Regions from separate parts of the Bicyclus anynana genome. Here region 1 is linked to region 2. Evidence: chromatin contacts called from public Hi-C data. All regions are on one chromosome and are shown on one strand. Each heading gives the region's core, a stretch centred on a gene start, on an enhancer-like site or on the middle of the called end of the contact. The rest is flanking DNA. Distances are from core to core; before and after follow the strand shown.

The links. A called contact is a pair of places that touch in the nucleus more often than the background predicts.
Region 1: a Hi-C map of whole body shows a contact between it and region 2, with 3 times the contacts expected there. The contact joins the promoter of LOC112052511 here to the enhancer-like site in region 2. A contact is called at or near these places in 2 of 2 Hi-C or Micro-C datasets (whole body and whole larva).

Annotation. Positions count from the first base shown.
Region 1 is chr1:6,728,502-6,731,201 of ilBicAnyn1.1, forward strand. It overlaps LOC112052511, which reads right to left and starts at 1,347. Exons shown (of 3, transcript XM_024091624.2): 1 at 1,215-1,347.
Region 2 is chr1:6,667,474-6,670,173 of ilBicAnyn1.1, forward strand. It overlaps LOC112052511, which reads right to left. Exons shown (of 3, transcript XM_024091624.2): 2 at 2,230-2,272. Among protein-coding and RNA genes, the nearest start is that of LOC112052512, 22 kb to the left of the region's middle. Within about 2 kb of position 1,323, at least 7 of the 8 cell types and tissues checked have open chromatin away from gene starts, as enhancers often do.

The DNA.
Region 1 (2,700 bases), core at 97-2,596, 61 kb after region 2:
TCAAGAGACCTGCAGAGTCGCGACATCAAGAAGAAGAAGAAGAAGAATGGCATAAATCACTACTAGGTAAAATTAGCAGGTAGGTAGGGCCTGACTTTTGAAGTATGAGGAAAAACAATATTCGTTTCCATTTTGTAGGTAGGTTTAGAATTTAATGTTTAATATAATATATGTTTCTACGTATAAAAATATTTCCTAACGAAGTCATATAGACCGAATTGAACTTGCTTTAATAAATATTAAAAAAAAAACAACACTCGCTATAAAGTACCATAAAGTACAGAAATGACAATGCATTTAAACTGTAAAGACTTCAATGTTAGTCAACATATTATGGACAGCAGACAAGATTAGGAAGTTCTCTAAAGATACAGTTATTAATATAATGGAAGTATTTTTATATAGGTGCTTATAAGTGCTGCTGTAAACCCCACTACTCGTCAATTGATGACAATTAAGGTTAATGACTATAGATAGGTAGGTATAGCGTTAGTATCAGCTTGAAAAGAACATTTTTATCTATTAATATTATGTTGTAAACCAAACACAAAAGGTGATCAATCAATTTCACAAAGATATTACAAAAAGAGACATTTTAAAACTACCTACATATAAATAATAGTGCGCACATTAATCCATTGTATAAAATGTAATAAACGTGACTTTACACATATGATCACTGTGTGCAATAAGTATTAGTTTACACTGTACATTCACAATAAAGGTATAGAACGAGATAAGGCACTCAACCTCGACGAGGATTACCTAAGTCGACAGACCCGTGCGCCGACGCAAGGAGTTTTAAAAGGCAAAATAGGTAAAACGGCGCACAAAGGACGAACCGTATTAATGTACCGTATCGCGTCAACCATTGTTTGCCAGAAAGAAAACACCACGTGACACAAAAAAGGTACACCTCTGATTCACAAAACAGAACGAGATTCATACGTAGGGAAAACAACGAAATTGTAAATTGAGCACTTTCATGGATGCGACATACTGCGCGGGCGATGAAAATGAAGGCAGTGCCGCTCGCCGCGCCTTGCCTTCAAACCTCCGAGTCCGACACTTTATGCACACACCGCCTTCGGTTAAATTCTTTGCATAAATAAGTGAGAAAGCTCCTTTTGCCCACGAATAACAACTTTTTTGCACACACTCCGCGAAAACTGATGCACTGCATCCAATACAATGTATAAAACAAACTTCCTTACCTTACACTGCGCAGTAAAGATGTTCTAACACGATCGATGAAGAAAAAACACAAGCGAAAAGTAGACACAGTCACGTTCGTACGGATACGTCGAGGGTAATGGCGCCGGTTCGGTTCGTTCCAACTTCCAACCCGTCGAATGTTACTCAGAGACTCGGAAGGCTATGCCTTGTTTGCTCAGTGACGCGGTACCTCATTTTGTGTCCCTTTCTTGTGGACGTACTTCGGTCATGCGATGGAATGAGAAAGGTGTTAAATTATCAACGCCGTATCATATACCTGTGGTGCAGCAACCTACATCACCGGTGCGCTTAACAATGTCATGTCTGCTGATAGTTTGTCTTAAAAAAGTTTAATACTCAAGTGAAGATGCATTTTTAATAATTACATCACATTATTACAAACAGCTCTTCAATTTTCCAAAAAATATATATAATTCGTCGTTTATATTTAGGTTTTCCGAATTTTCTAAAAGGAAATTATTTTAGGTGAGTCAGCGTAAATAAGTTTTCAAAGTTGTAAATTATAATTAACTAAAGTACTATATTTCAGAACAGAAAGTTGTATTAAAAAAAATAATCTCTATGGTTTAAAAATTAATATCAGTAAAAGTAAAGTAAACACAATTTAAAATAATACACTTTATTTTCAAATACGTTGTGTCGGTTAATTAGCGCCATCTTGTGATGGTTGTGTAAACAATCTAGTAAATGACGCAGCACGATCCTCTACGTGATTTCCCTCTTGACAACGTAGTGTACACTGAGGCAACGTAGTCTTGATGGCAGCTTCACTGGGCCGCAGAAAGATGGCGCTGCGCTCTTTTTTGGCCTATAATATTTTCTGTCTTATGCCTCAGATAATATTTTTATGGGCTTTATGTTACAATGATAAGGCTGAAAGAAGTGGAAATCTTTAGATACCCACACAACCTATAAACAGCATTGCTTTAGAAGGTGTGTGTGTTTGGAGTGGGACTTTAAAACGTTAAACGTGAAGTGTATGAAATGTACTAGACAGAAATTGAAAACATATAATTCGGTATACCTCATCATCATTATCATTAACAACCTATATTCGGCTTACTGTTAAACACGAGAGTAACCCTCTCGTGTTTAACTAATAGTCCACCACGCTGGCCCAATGCGGATTAGCAGACTTCACATACGTACAGAGTTTAAATTACACATAGGTATCTGAAAGTAGCATGTTGCATGCCCTGACCGGATTTGGCTACGCCCTCCCAATCGAAGGCAGTGGTCTTATCCTCTGGGCTATCAAGGACAAAGGACTGTCGGTAGGCTACTTCGGAATGGTTCTTTAAACTTTACAATAAAAAGGTCTCTTGCCACCATAAAGAGCCATCAGGTCGGCTAGTCGGCATGATGGCAAGAAATCTGATTGGTGTTTGTTTCCCTGGGAAATGGAGCTGACCCTATAATTGACTTGCGTTGACACATTGGCTGCGTGTTAAGTATATGACATAT
Region 2 (2,700 bases), core at 73-2,572:
AATAACCTATAGACCCGCAAAACCTAACAATTTTATTTCATTTGGAGGAGTAAGTTGTGTGACTATGTGAGCGTAAGAGTTAAGCTATAGCTTGTCAAATTCGTTCGTAACACTCCTGATGGTCCGCGGGGGCCGGGAGGGAGGTTGCGATGCCCCGCTCGCACAACTCGCACCCGCGCAGTCCTTCCCCCCGTCGCCCGCATATCATGGGAGTGTCATCAACGAACTTGCCAAGCTATAACTTCACTCGCCGACACGCACACAGGCGTACTTATTCTAGCGTAGCGATGCATCAAGGGCTCCTATTTCGGGGCACATAAAATGCTTTACGATTCCTGCGACGACTGTATACTATCTATGTGTTATAAATCTATGACCTTATACTAATACCTTATATTAATACTTGATATTTTAAAAATACGAAGTACACAATACATTATATTATACTTACCTACCTACATATAGCTAACTATACGGGTAACCCAAACACCTAGCTTGTGTATACGCGGCCGTCGTACCGGAACGTTAAATGGCTTTGAGGTAGGTCTTTACACATAGAGCAGTACGGTATTTAGATAAGACTCAGAGGCAAGGGTCGCAAATCGACCTAAGAAAGTAGACAAGTACGAGTAGGTAGTAAATATCATCGATATAAATCATTAGATGGGCCCCTCCATACTAAAGAACGCACAATTTTATGTCATTACCCAAAGACGTGCTCGCACATCTTATCTTAGTACGTAACAAACGCATGCTGTGAGTGGACGTGGACTTAAAAAAATATTTACTGTTTTTTTATAATTTTAATCCCTTATGCCTTCGTGTTCATTTTAAAAGTGTAAAAACACAAGCCACAACATAATTAAAGAGAAATGTGTTACGAGTGATGACGTACTCAATGTGCGAGACCAATGACAATTCCGCGACGCTTTGAGGCCCATCTAACGATCTACGATCGATGGTAAATATGATACAAATGCAATGTATTGAGGAAAAGTACAGGTATATAGTACTTGATTTGTCCTCTCACGGCCGTATCAGTTCACCACACGACCACAGCATCGCGTCATGTATTCGCAATGACTCTCCAATAATTAAACGAGTGTTAATCTATCGAATAGAGCCTTATGACAATACAAATACGGATCAAAATTGATTGTCGCCGCATCATGTGACATAACGCACGATAAGACAATATTTGAGAATACAAGCAAAACAGTCACGTGATTATCAACTCTATTAATTTAACTGAGGGTTGGAATTTGCATGGATCCGTGCTACTGCAGGCTGTATAGGACATGTGGTTGGCCACAACTGTACCGGGTCTGTGAACGTTCGACATTTCGTAACCCCGTTTCGTCAGATAGCGACATCTCGAAGTTTTACACTGTTCTGTAAAGCCTTGTAATTTGCTATAAGCTCCCTTTTCAAGATATAGATAGCAGTATGTTACAATCTAACAGTAAGATTGTTATAATTATAACTGACGTACCTACCTAGGCACAGTTAGCAAGTAATTTTGAAGGAATCTTGATTTAAAAGTTTCAGATTTTTTTACAATAAATACTAATTTTAATACTATATATATATATATATATATATATAAATACTAAGTTTAATATTAAACGACTAATTTTAGAGGAGTGATTCATGCAACCTTCGATTCCGGAGGGTAAATAATAAATATGGATTCGAATCCGGTCCGGGGTAGTCACCTTCAACTTTTCAGTTGTGTGCATTTTAAGAAATTAATGTCACGTGTCTCAAACGGTGACGGAAAAACATCGTGAGGAAACCTGCATACCAGAGAATTTTCTTAATTCTCTGCGTATATGACTGCCAATCCTCATTGGGCCAGCGTGGTGGACTATTAGCCTAACCCCTCTCATTCTGAGAGGAGGCTCGACCTCAGTAGTGAGCCGAATAAATGTTGATAATGATGAAACGGCTAATTTTAGTTACCTACTCATGAACCTATACATAATACAGTTCATATGATTATGTGATATATCTACTAGAGTTACAATACAATATAAAACTTGATATAATGAGTACAATACACAAAAGACTATTATTTAGTTACTCATGTATGCACATAATACATAATAGTCCAAACCTATTAAAGTCAGACGTATATTCGAATATGTACGACATCTACGTAGTTAGTATAATTTATTTTTAGCGAGATCGCACTATTTTAAAACATTTTATAGATATAATTGTAATTACCTCTGTCCTCGTTCAGCCTTCCAGTCACTTCGTTAATAGCAACCTGAAACAAACAAAAAAAAAAGATTTTGAGATTCTAAATAACATAAAACTGAAATTATTAGTTAGGTACACTCTCAATGAATATTCTCTTTCAGTGCGCTATCAATTGAGACCGCACTCGAGTAACAGACATTCAGTTATTCTTGCCCAATTTCACCTCCCAGAACTTTTAAACGGCTCAACCGATTTTCATCAAACATGTCTAAAAACTCGCATATGGCATATACCTACCTAAGTCATATTTCATACAAACGAAATAGAAATCGCTTCAAACGTACGGGAGCTATGGTGCCAGACAGACTGATAGACAGATAGACATACACGTGAAACTCATAACACCCCTCTTTTTGCGTCAGGGGTTAAAAACTGTTTCAGTGAACAAAAATGTTAGTCGATGTAAAAAAAATCTTATAGCTTGTTTGCGAGACA